Linked DNA regions of Oryzias latipes: region 1 is linked to region 2. The links are chromatin contacts, called in public Hi-C maps. All regions are on one chromosome and are shown on one strand. The core of a region is the stretch at or near the end of the contact, and the rest is flanking DNA. Distances in the headings are between cores, read along the strand shown. Region 1 holds the start of rab31 (ras-related protein Rab-31). Region 2 holds the start of mtcl1 (microtubule cross-linking factor 1).

The links. A called contact is a pair of places that touch in the nucleus more often than the background predicts.
Region 1: a contact with region 2 is called in a Hi-C map of embryo, with 3 times the contacts expected there. The contact joins the promoter of rab31 here to the promoter of mtcl1 in region 2. A contact is called at or near these places in 2 of 5 Hi-C or Micro-C datasets (embryo and fibroblasts).

The regions. Positions count from the first base shown.
Region 1 is chr17:4,807,025-4,813,563 of ASM223467v1, forward strand. It overlaps rab31 (ras-related protein Rab-31), which reads left to right and starts at 5,050. Exons shown (of 7, transcript XM_004078617.4): 1 at 5,050-5,263; 2 at 5,937-6,016. The coding sequence starts at 5,228. ralbp1 (ralA-binding protein 1) reads left to right here. Exons shown (of 10, transcript XM_023965253.1): 3 at 380-811; 4 at 879-1,228; 5 at 1,767-1,928; 6 at 2,091-2,222; 7 at 2,298-2,408; 8 at 2,487-2,608; 9 at 2,680-2,800; 10 at 2,876-3,175. The coding sequence ends at 3,175.
Region 2 is chr17:4,636,327-4,642,941 of ASM223467v1, forward strand. mtcl1 (microtubule cross-linking factor 1) reads left to right here and starts at 2,720. Exons shown (of 14, transcript XM_023965338.1): 1 at 2,720-3,954. The coding sequence starts at 3,157. It overlaps rab12 (ras-related protein Rab-12), which reads left to right. Exons shown (of 6, transcript XM_023965346.1): 6 at 643-2,609. The coding sequence ends at 750.

The DNA of each region.
Region 1 (6,539 bases), core at 3,800-6,299, 170 kb after region 2:
TGGACGGTTTGAGGACACGCCCACAGAGACCAGGACAGGTGTACCTCTACACATGAAGGCAGATCTAGAGAGGAGACAAACACTGAGGAAAGAGACCTTCTGTGTCCGAGAAGAGCTTGTTTGTTCTAAGAAAAACTAATTGCGTCTGTTTTGAAGTGGCGAGGTCCTCTGGGAACTACTACATCTCTGGCTGACCTGTTTTTCCCAATTCCCTATTCTCACCGCGCTGCTATCTGGTGTCTCTCACGCATCTCTCTTCCTGTTACTCTTCGGCTGCTATCACAGCGCGGACGCAGGCGGCCAATAAGAAAACAAAACGCTTCTCCCATCAGATTTAACCCGTTTCTGCCTCTCTTTTTTTTTGTTTTGTTTTTCACAGCGGAGGGATACGCCGCCTTCCAGGAGGACAGTTCAGCCGATGAAGCGGAGAGCCCGTCGAAGATGAAGCGCTCCAAAGGAATCCACGTGTTCAAGAAGCCGAGCTTCTCCAAAAAGAAAGAGAAGGACTTTAAGGTGAAGGAGAAGGGCCCCAAAGAGGACAAGGCCAAGGAGAAAAAGTCCAAGGACCTGACCGCGGCAGATGTAGTCAAACAGTGGAAGGAGAAAAAGAAGAAGAAGAAGCCTGCCACAGAGGCAGAGCCGGTCCCCGTGGAGACCCCCACCTTCAGGCCCATCTTTGGAGCCCCCCTGACGGAAGCGGTCAAGAGGACAGCTCTGTACGACGGCATCCAGCTGCCGGCCGTCTTCAGAGAATGTGTGGACTACATTGAAAACTATGGCATGAAGTGTGAGGGCATCTACCGGGTCTCAGGTACCAAAGGTTTTCTGGTGAAATATCTTTAAGGTCTTTGCGATTACTGACTCCCACTTCTGTTCAGGTATGAAGTCCAAAGTGGATGAACTGAAGGCGGCGTACGACCGCGAGGAGTGCCCGTGTCTGGAGGAGTACGATCCTCACACGGTGGCCAGCCTGCTGAAGCAGTACCTCCGCGAGCTGCCAGACAACCTGCTGCACCGAGACCTGGCCCAGCGCCTGGAGGACGCCTGCGGGCGGCAGGCGGAGGCCGAGAAGGTGACGGAGTTCCAGAGGCTGCTGGCCGAAGTGCCGCCGGAGAGCAAACTCCTTCTGTCTTGGCTCGTCACGCACATGGACCACGTCATCGCCAGAGAGGCAGACACCAAGATGAACATTCAGAACATCTCCATCGTCCTCAACCCGACCATACAGGTCAGAGTCTCTGCTGCGTAATGGAAGAAGACGACGACAAGATGCAGCTGCTGTCCACCTCTCGGCACATCCCTGTAGGGGTCGCCACAGCCATTCCGCTGATTCTTAAAGGTGGTTTGGCAGAGATTTTTACGCCGGATGCCCCTCCTGACAGAAACTTGTATATTATCCGGGCTGGGGACCGGCACAGGGACACCCAGCAGCAACATGCAGACTCAATATGAATAAGAAATGATGGGCTTTAATCAGCCCAGCAACCCACTTCTATTTGGATCAGTAAGTCAGTTCATCTCTGACACTCTGGCCCAGTTTAATGGAGCTAATTTATCCTCGCAGGACATGTCTCTGCTGCTGCTGCTGCTGCTGCTGCTCCACTTATTCCCCAGTAGCAGCAGCAGCAGCAGGACAGATACTTGAAACAGGATGTTCAGTGACTGGAATCCACCCTGTAAATATGTGAGGTTCATGTTTGTATGTTGCAGAAAGAGTCCAGCCTCACAACAGAAACCCGTGTGACTCCTCTTTTTGATGATTTCAGATTGGGAACCGGGTTCTGTATGTGTTCTTCACTCACGTGAAGGAGCTGTTTGGAGACGTCGTCTTGAAGCCGGTGGTGCGGCCGCTGCGCTGGTCCAACATGGCAACGATGCCGGCGCTGCCTGAGACGGCGGAGAGCATCAAAGAGGAGATCCGTCGGCAGGTGAGCTCACTCCAGCCAAAGTTTGACCTTTTTTTTTTTTTTTAGCTTAGCTTAGTGTCACAGCGACAGCAGCATTCGACTGTTTTTCCTCTTTAATAAATGAAAATGCTTGGCTGCTGCAGCATCAGATTGAAGCAGTACTATGACGGTGTTTGTTGGCAGGAGTTCCTCCTGAACTGCTTGCACAGAGACCTGCAGGCGGGTGTGAAGGATTTATCCAAAGAGGAGCGACTCTGGGAGGTTCAGAGGATCCTGACTGCTCTGAAACGCAAGCTGAGGGAGGCGAAGCGTCAGGTAAGCTGTCCCCGTGCGGGAACAGAGAGAGATCTGTCTGACGTCGTCTTTACACCAAACCTCTGTGGGCATCAGGAGTGTGAGAGCAAGATTGCCCAGGAGATCGCCAGCTTGTCAAAGGAAGATGTTTCAAAAGAGGAAATGACCGAGAACGAAGAGGAAGTCATCCACCTGCTGTTATCACAGGTGCACAATTCACCCAAACCTTTGAATTCTGCTTGCAGTTGGAAACTACAACAGGGTTTTATTCCTCTGTAAAATCAGGAAAACGAGATCCTGACGGAGCAGGAGGAGCTGATCTCCCTGGAGCAGGTGCTGCGCAGACAGATTGCTACTGAGAAGGAAGAGATTGAGAGGCTGCGAGCGGAGATCGCTGACATACAGAGGTAAGGGGAGGACCTGGAGCAGGCAGGGGGGGGGGCGTGGTTCCCACTGTGACCTGGAGATGTCTGATTAGCCGGCAGCAGGGTCGCAGTGAGACGGAGGAGTATTCATCTGACAGCGAGAGTGAGAGTGAAGATGAGGAGGAGCTTCAGATGATTCTAGAAGATCTGCAGAAGCAAAACGAGGAGTTGGAGGTGAGAAAAGATGCCAAGCTGGGCTGTGTGAAGCTTTTTAGTGTGGAGAATAAATATGTTTTGGTGTCCCCACAGAACAAAAACACCCACCTGAACCAGGCCATCCATGAGGAGCAGGAGGCCATCCTGGAGCTCAGAGTCCAGCTCCGCCTCCTCCAGAGCCACAAACAGCAACAGGAAGTGGCAGTGCCGCCGGCGGCGGAGCAGGCCCCTCCCACACAGCCGAGCCCGGAGGCACGCAGCGAAGAGCACACCAAACGCGCCGCCGTCCCCACGGCTCCTCCCACTGACACGGCAACCCTGACCAATGGAAAAACCGCAAAGGATCCTGCGAAGCCCTCGCCGAGCAAAGACAGGAGAGACACCAACATGTGAGCCGAGCGAAGCTGTCCGTCTCCACCGCTGGTCAGCTGTAGGGGTCCGCTGAAGCTCGCAAAGATGGGGGGTTTTTGTTCTTAAAACAGGTGTCCAAGAAGAAGGCTAGTGTCCAGGCCCCAGCACCTAAACCTCTTCAGTTTCCAGGGAGGAATGCAGCTTTAGCAGAAGCCAAGACGTTTGCAGGGACCACGTTGTTATATCTGCTGTGCCAAGACCGTGAAAGAGAGAGGGGGGGGGGGGGGGAGCAGAAATGAAGCCATTTCTGAAGGGAGGGGTGCGAGAGAACCCTGTGCTTTAAATGATTCGGGTTAGGATCGAATAAAGAGTAGTCCTCGTAAGTCAGCTTAAGGCGAATGAAGCATGTCAGGAAATGACCACTGTGCCATAAAGTAAGAACCCCGACTATTCCAAGAGAACCACTGATTTAGACATTTCAGTATTGAAGACTTTAGGATCGGTCTATCTGCATAGGATATATTTTATCTAATATTCTGGCATCAAAAACTAAATACGTCTTTTTTTTTAATCAAAGCCTTCCATTAATGTTTAAATGAGTCAACGGTTTCTTTAAACAGCAGATCTGTGTTGCTCTTCACGGCTGATGAGCAGCAAACCGATACGCAGCAGCGTACGGCGAACACGGGAAACGTCACGTGTGTTTAGTTTCATGTTGTGCATCTTTGGTGATGTGCAGGCTCTGTTTGAATGTGTGAAGAGATGCAGCCCATCAGCTGGAAAACCCTTCATTTGGCCTCAAACCCGCGGCTGCAGAGCATTTCATAGTTCAGAGTTATTTCAAGGCGCTTGGCATGACCGACTTTCAGTCGGGTGTTTATGTGAAAATGCAAATGTTCTTTTCAGCGTTTATGTTTTCTTGTGGTTAATCACTTAAAGTGTGTGAATAATGCAAGCGTAACACCCCCCACCCCCCACTTGAGTCACGGTTTGCAAACTGTGGCGATTTCATCAGGACTCCTGATCCAGTGTTGTGAATCCTGTGACTGAAACACGCCGGATTGGGCTCAGCAGCTCCCGTCAGCTTATTTTCATATCGCTCTGAGCTTTGGTAGCAGATTGTTACAGACAAACTAATGCTGTGAAGAATAAAGTATCATTCTTAAAACTTTTTCTCGCCCAAACGTTTTTGATCCTGAAAGTGTTTTTTCCTCATTTAGCACTTGACGTCTTGTTTCAAATCTGCTTCCTGGTTTATAAACCTGTGCATTTCTCTAAAAGAGGCTGTTGGACTCGAATGGTGAGAAAGTTAAGGACTTTCTTTTAGAAATCTAGCTTGTCAATGTTAACAAAATCCCACCAAAATAAAAGCTGTGAAATGATTAGATTTTAAAACCAAATAAACTCAACAGAAAATATGAAAACTGTTTCATTTGCAGCCTACAGTACACATATTTTTGTTGGTGTGTGTGGTTGTCATTTACTTTGATAAATGTATATGTATGATTTTACATAAAGTTGTGTGTAAATTTGTATTTATCCAGGTTGATTTCAGTTACCGTAACAGAAGGTAAGGAAGCAGACTGGATTTGGTTTCTTTTATTTAAATTGTTTCACCTTCAACTGCTTTTTTTTAACCTACTATATTTACACAAAAAGATATGTTTAATGTTCTAGTTTCTTCAAAAGCATTCATTTCTGTTACACATTTTAGTTTATGGTACTTTATACTTCAGTTTTCAGTCCTCAGATCTGTAACTAAAATTAATAAGTACCTTCGAACAAAAACTCGGCTTAGATTTAAATAAAAACTTGATGACATTTGCAGTATTGATTGAAAACCTCCAAGTGTACAGATGACCGACGTCATAAAAAGCTTTTACTTTGAAAGACGCCGCCGGAAGTTTCCCATTTGTTGCTTTTTTTTCTCTTTTTTTTCCATCAAACGGGCTTCTCCGGAGGATGGCCAGGCTGTGTCAGGGCTTGGTCGTTTTTTTTAATCTGAGAAAAGGAGATTTCGGCAGCATGGAGGAGCGAAGACACTGAATCCGCGCATTTCAACGATGATCTAACCGCTTAGTTCCAGGACCCGCCATGGCCATCCGGGAGCTCAAAGTTTGTCTTTTAGGGGTGAGTTTTTCTTTGATGATGCACTCCGGAGAAAATTCCTCTTTAGTTGGCTGCAACTTCAACTCCAAACATTAAATGCCCCTTTTGTCACTTAAGTAAATGTTTAAATGGACTTTCCCCTCACTTCTCCTTGCCTGTCGTGTTTGAAAACAGAAATACTTCAAATGTTTCTGAGGAAAACAGATTTGGGGGGGGGGGGGGGGGGGGTTCATGTAGAGCTTCGCATCGCAGGTTTTAAACAAAAATATTTCGTCCTACCTTTCAACTTTATTTAAGACGTTTTAAAAGCTTGTTTCATCGCTGACCGCAGACGTTAGAGATTTTTCTGCTGCGTTAGCAGAAAATAGGGGAGAAGAACCCCCCCCCCCCCGTGCTGTCTTTTTCTGCGTTGGTTTGATCCAGTATACTTTGTGATCTTTTATTTAAAAAGCGCCGCCATTGTGTTTTTCATAAACTAAAACGATGAACTCTGAACTTTTTCGAGCTTCGTGGCCCTTCCAGGCTCCCGTCACGCAGATGAGGACTAAGTTAACCGAACTGTCACTATGTCCCCACACACACGACCGCTGTAAACGACCTCCTGAACACACCGCATGCTGCTCCTGTCCCGATGAGATGGGGTGAAGGATGCGTGACTCATGCGGGACTGACGCGTACCCCTTTTTGGTTCCAGGACACTGGAGTCGGGAAGTCCAGCATCGTATGCCGGTTCGTTCAGGACCACTTCGATCACAACATCAGCCCGACCATCGGGTAAGTGCGGGACAAGCGTCCTGAAATGTCCACCAAACACCAACACAGAGACGGAGAACAACAACCAGGAGGCAGTGGTTTTTTCTATGGGCGGTCGCCCAGGGCGCAATCTTGTAGGGGGCGCCCCCCGCAAGAAAAAACCCACTAAAAACTTTGACAGTTTTCTATCCTGGACTAGAGCCGCCCACTTCCCCATAAAGTTAACAAAATTTGTGCTAGGGCGCCCAACTGCCGTGTCAACCTGCTGCTGTGTATTTCTTTAGCAGGTAGAGAGGCGGAGGAGGGGCTTAGACAGATGGAAAAGTCTATTCAAGGTTGTGGATTTATTCATTCATAATTGTGTCAGGGTTGTATTCAGCTCAAGAAAAAAACAACAAAAAAACAGTGGAAATGTGAACATTTTTACCAGAACCAGCCTTTAAAAATAAAATACAATCCGATGCGTGTTAAGTGTGAACTACCTTACATACTAGATCTTAATTGCGAAATCAACTACACAAATATATTTTACTCATCTGATTAA
Region 2 (6,615 bases), core at 1,470-3,969:
TTACCTTTTAAAGATCCTCTCCGAAAACTGTTTTTGTCCTTTTTAAAATGTTCTTGTGGCATTTTTCTGATGACGGAGGACATACGTTTAAGAAAATTAAACTCAAAGTGACGTTTCTGGGTATTTCTTTACTCAAACCGTTGTGAATCAGGAGCAGATGAAAAAAGGCCGTTTGAAAATTAATTTCAAGTTTTCCTGCTCTGCTCCATTCTGATCATCCACCTGCAGACAAACGGATCCACGAACGTCTTTGTGGTCCTGGTCGGAGCTGGAATCTGGATCACAACTGGATCACTCTGATTATTATTACTTTCAGGTTGTGAGGGGCTGTAAGCTAGTGGGAGAGGCTGTAAATGGGTAGATGATAGGAATTGGAGCCGTTGGAGTTGAGTTTTATCCACAACTTGGAGGAGAATGTCTGAACTCCTGCCGCTCTGCAGAAACTATGTTCTAGAAAAACACAACAGGTTTTGGATTTTGGCTGATGATTATAATTAAGACAGCTGGGAACGCTTTGAAAATAGGTCAGAAGACGATCAGAGCGCGACTGTGAGAAGTCATTGTGTGACCTGTTGTGGGAACTGTCGTGCTTGTTGCTTTCGTGTGCTGCACTAAGTTGTGTTTCTGCTCCTGGTTTTGCAGATGCCTCTGGAAGTTCCCAGCAAGGAGCTGTCCAACAGCGTTCTGTCCCTGCAGCCGGAGCCGGAAGTACCGCCAGAACTGCCCCCGCCCCGCATGCGTTGTTGCTGAGTCTCTCCCATCATCCCTCTCTCACAAAGCACATAGAAACCCCAGCGTGCAGTGGACACGTGGCTCCACTGGGGGGCGACACACAGCAGCTGTGTGGATGGTTGAAGGCTGCTGTAAATGATGCATGAACTGTCAAAGCAGCAGTATTATCTTCCTCCGTTTCTCTTCTCAGATATGCAGCATACACTAACCTTTAGGCCTGGAGATTCTTCTTTATCCTAGTACCACCTCACTGTCTACATGTGACCCCGACTACCTCATTGCATCGATGGTTAACCCAGCTGTGCCTGCATGTGCCTTCCACATAGAGAGCTCTCCAGGAAAAGTTGCACATTTTCTAAGGGCAGTAATATCCTTCTCTCTCTTTGTCTCCACATCTTGTCCAAGTTAGCCCGGCGCATCACCTCTGGAAGACAGAAAATAAAGAGAAGTTTACTCTCTGGGTTCACAGCTGAACTACTTTATATACAGATGAACATTCTTTAAGTCATTTGGGTTGAAGGAAGCGAAACACACCGTAAACATGCCGTGGTGCCATGATGACCCACAGAAAAAGGGCCTTGTTTTTATTTTAGTGGTGATTCTAACTTATTCCGTTTTCTAGTATCTGTAACTGCTATATATATATTTTTTCCGAGGATGTCATATTTGACACTAGAGTCTCTCAGTGAAGGGGGAGAACAGTTGTAGTTTAGCACCCTGAAGATCAGTGCAGCCTCAGCAGAGAGTGAGGCTCAGAGTGAACTGGAGACGCAAAGAGAGATGGGTAATGTAGGCTGGAGCAAGTAACCCTTCACTACCTGAGGATGTGGAGAGGAAAATCAAGTGCACATCTCTTTTTTCTTTATTGTGACTAATATTTCTGTGGTGTTTGTGTTTTATTGCTAAACTCCAAGTTTCCTTTTTTGGGGCAAAGTGCAAGGCGGTTTTGTTCAGTGTTCGACTCAGGAAACTTGAAAAAAGGCCTGATTGTTTTTTTTTTTTTTTTTTTTTTTTTGAGGACGGGCTCAATCAAGTCCGAGTGTTGAATCCAACGAAAGGTCTGGTTTCTGGGACGTGGCAGCATTTCGTATTCAAGTGCCAGATTTCATACAAATACACCCCCCACCCACCCACCCACCCTCCTCCATGCAGTCCCCCAAAAAACTGCAGAAACCAGATCAGCTCTGTTGAGTCATGTCTGATAAAAAGACGCTCCTGCAGAGTCTTTGAATGAAATGTTTTTTTTCTGACGGCTGCAATGTTAAATCCCTGCTTCAAATGTTCCTTTACGGAGCGGACAGGAATTTCCTTCACGGTTTTCTCCCAACTGAGTCCATGTCTGACGTTTATTTAAACCCACTACATGGACATATATGTGCTATACTTCCTCCCGTGCTCTTAGAAAACAATAATCCTTCATATGTTTGTTGAGCTGTGGCATTTAGGGGGAGATATGATGTTAATGTAAATTTGATGGCCTAAAAAGACTTTTTTTATTGACGTTTTATGCTCAATTTTAGCTTTTAAAGGTTTAAAAAGGCACCATGTCCATCCAAGAAAAGGTTTTGTACCAAAATAAAATCCTTACATTTCTATGATTGGACTCAGTCAAAAGGGTTTTTGTAGAAAATCTAGAATTTTTGTTTTCAGAACAGGACCTGTCTGTCTTTTTGCTACTAACCCCTAAGTGTAACAACCAAGCCTAATACTACATCTGACATGCTTCGATCTGTATTCTTTAAAGGCGCAGACTTTACTTTGTATTAAACCTGTCTTCATTTTTTTTGTAATTCATGATGGAAAAAGCAGGTTTGTTGTATTTATAACTTTTTGGCATTCTGGAACTAATGAGATGCTATTAAAGATGTCTATATTTATTGCTAGACCGGAGTCTTTCATTTGCTGTGGGAATCTTCATCAACCGTGACGCGCGCTCTGAGAGGAAAGGCGTGCTCCGTTCTGACATGCGCAGCAGCGCGTGCGTGTCAAACCTGGTCCCGGAGTAAACAAGGGGTGTGCTGGCGGGGCCAGGGCGCATGCGCGCCGTAGGAGCTGACGAGCGTCGAGCCTCGCGCCGCAGTGATTGCAGAGCTTCACGGGAGCAGGAGGACGCGCGGGGATGGAGAGCCGGCCTGCGGAGGAGGAGGAGGAGCGCCGCCGCGGATCCGTCTGACCAACTTTGGCTCCTTCAGGCAGCGGATGCCACCTGTCACTCACCGGGTCTGCGCCGATTATCCGCGTTTACCGGCAGCCTTTCCTTCGAAACGGGACTACGGGGTCACAGCAGCCGGGATGGAGTGAAGGAGACCTCGCAGACCGCAGGATGCGCACCCCGGTGAGGAGGGGAGCAGCGAAACCGGGCAGCTTTTCTGCGGGGCCGCGAATTGATCGCTTCCTCCTCCACTCCGCTCCCGCCGGTGTATAATGGAGAGCTCCAATGGCTCCGGTGGCGACACAAAAGCGCACAGCCAGCAGCCGGAGAAGAAGAGACCGAACCGAGCGCCGTCCCCGGCCAGACCCTTCCTGAAGGATGTGCCGTCCCGCTCCGCCAAACCACCTGCCATCGGACCCAAATCCCCCAAACTCTCCAAGCAGCAGCAGCAGCAGTGCGCCCCAGTGTCCTTAGCCCACCAGAACCGCAGCTCCAGACGCAGCACAGCTGGGTCCAAGGAGAAACCAGCCACAGTCAAAAGTAGCACCAGGTCTGCTGCCGCGAAAAAGCCCGCAAAGCCGCCCCAGCACGCAGCAACCGAGCCCAAAGCCGCCAGCACCAAGCCGGACACCGCTGGCAGTCCGGTCCTCACCAAAGGCAAGAAGGGGAAATTACCCGCGGGTTCTCCGGGCCCGTTCAGCCATGGATCCCCGATCCGGGTCCCCACAGGGGCCCGTCTGGCCCGGGTCACTCAGACCGACAGCAGCTCCGACTTGTCGGATTGCCCGTCCGAACCGCTGTCGGACGAGCAGAGGGCGGCACCTGCCGCAAGTAGCGACGCGGAGTCCGGTACCGGCTCCAGTGACCGGGACCAACCGGGAGCGCCAGCCGCAGCGCCGCCGCGCACGAGCGACTCTCCCGCCGCCAAGGGAAGCGCGCGCGCACAGGACAGCAAACCGGAGAGCGGCTCCGCCGGCGCACAGGTCAAACAGCCCGCAGCCAAGGAGGTGACCGAGGAGGATCTGCAGCGGGAGATCGAGGATCTGAGATCTGAAAACGACTACCTCAAGGTGCGTGGCTGCCGTCTCTCAACAGGTTCACGCAGTCAGTCAGTCAGGTGCATTCAACCCCTAAAGTTAGAACGGACTGTTTTTATTGTCCTTCAGACAAACTCCTGAAAATGTCAAAACAAGCATCAGTTTAATCCTGAGGGATTCCCCGCAGATTCGACTGTTTCCTCTCAAAATCAAACTTTTCACATCTGACAGTCTGCTGGCTCCGTGGATGTGGGAGGGTATTAATAGTTTGATGTTCTGGGTTCAGATATGAACGCATCTTTATTCGTCAGGAATCTGTAAACTCGCGCTCTGCGTTTCTGGTTCTTTTCCCATCTTTCAACTCTAAAGTTGAGGAGAGTTTATCAAAGACCAAACCTCCTTTTTGCCAGATGGGACGTGAATGTATTTGCATAAGACTGATGAGAGTATTATTTCAAACGTGAGCTCGCTCGAACGCGCGCGCGCATGTCTGCTGGGCCTTCCTCCCTGGTTTGGTGGAGACACAAGAGACTTAATCAGCTTTGCTGGCTCTGCTGTGATGGCTTTATCCCGCAGGAGTTGATCACATTCACATGTCCCATGTGTGGGGGGCTCAAACACCCTCCTGCCTGGTTGTCAGTCTGCCAGCTGGGTCTCTTAGGTCCTTCTGCTCCCCCGTGCAGCCCCCCCTGCCCACAGAAAACAAGGCCACCCCCTACTGCTGCCCTCTCTTTGAATGCAAAAACGTGTTTGCCATCCTTCCTGCAGATTTTGTTTCTTAAAAAAGAATAAAGTGAAGATGGATTTATTCTTAGTTTGTCTTTTAGGTTTCACTGTAGAAAAACGTTGATTTGATAACCTGCAGGTGATTATCACCTCACCTATTATCTGTGTGCAGGCAGATAATCAATTAACTGATGAGTCAGTCCAGTTCTTTCAGAGCAGCGCTAGACTAAAATGTACAGCATATAAAGCTGGTTGTTTTTGAAAACCTGTTTAAAATAAATAATTCAAATGTTTGAACTGACAGTTATGACAGCAGAAAATCCTTTTAAATGTTTCCCTTTGATCAATAAGCTCTACTTTATCATAAGATATTTTTGCATTAAATAATTTGAACTGCTTTTGCAATCCAGAATCAACAAACTCTAGCTTTTCTCAACAGTTTAGCAGGTTTCACAGCAAAAAAACGAAAGCAGTTTTTTTTCCTCCAAATTATTGAAAATGTTAATATTTGTTAATTTAATTTAGAACACACTTTTCCTTTCAAAGGAAGCCTAAAAGCGATCTCTTATTTCCCTCAAATAAATAAGAAAAAACAGATAAAGCTGTTTCACAAATTAGAAAAACATTTCTGTCCTGTGTCTTTATAAAGACCCACTCCAATGAGGAAAATGGTGTTTTTGGTGTTTTTAACATGTTCTTGGAGCATTTCTCTCATGATGGATGACATATATGAATAAATATATAAATAGCATTCCTTGGTATTTCTTTATTCAAATTGTGAATCAGGAACCAATGAAAAAAATGCAGTTTAAAAAGATTGAAGCTGTGACATTGAAGCTTCAAGTCTTCCTGCTCTGCTCCATTCTGATCATCCACCAACAGATCATAAACAGATCCATGAACGTCTTTGTTTTCCTCGTCCCAGCTGTAATCTGGATCAGAGCTCTATGGCTACAATATTGCCCACCGTTTTTCTTGCAGCACTAATGTTAGGTTGGGGTGTAAGGATTGTAAGCTAGCGGGAGAGCATGTACACAGATGGATGATGGGAAATGAGGGCAGACTTAGTCCTGTCCACAACTCAGAGGGGAGTTTCTGATGAACTCCTGCCGCTCTGCGGAAAATAACACTTTTTAAAAGTTATTTTTGCCTAAAACAGCATGCTCATAATTAAAAGACCACTGGGAACGCTTTGACAACAGATAAAAAGATGATGGGAGTGGGACTTCAACGTCCAGCATGCAGTGACGCCTAGTGGCACAATCTGTAATATGGAACCAACTGAATATTTTCCATCTTCTACATCAGTGTTTCCCATCCCTGGTCCCTGGGGCAGACTATCCTGCATGGTTTCCATGTTGCCCCGCCCATGCACACCTGATTCATCATCGGGCTCTGCAGAAGCCGGACAATGACGGTCATCAGAGGCTGGTGTGTCTGAGCAGAGCTGGATTGAAAAAATGCAGGACAGTGTTCCCTGAGGACCAGGGTCGGGAAAAACTGTTCTACACAAAGTACCAGTTGACTAAAACTAGCGTAGACCCCAAGTATGCATTCAGCCAAAACTTATATAGTTTGATATAATCAGTTGTGGCCCTGCGACAGACTGGCCACCTGTCCAGGGTGTCCCCTGCCTTCACCCACGAGTGGCTAGGATAGGCTCCAGCAGCACCGTGACCCCGAAAGGGAAAAAAACGGGTTTACAAGATGAATGGATCAAAAATTAGTTATAGCATCTGCTAAGTGGAGATGAGGACACTATAAAGAGTGGTAAAGAAGCAGCTGTGAGCCAGCACCCAGCGTTTACGAACATCAGGAGTATTGTTTGCACACACCTGCTCCCAGGAGACCGCCAGGTCTGTCTTTGCTTTTAACCTGCCCATCGATTGGCTCGACCTTGTGAGAGGTCGTCAGCTCCTCCCCACGGGGCCCAGCTGGGATCTCAACAGCCCATGTGGGCTTTTCCAA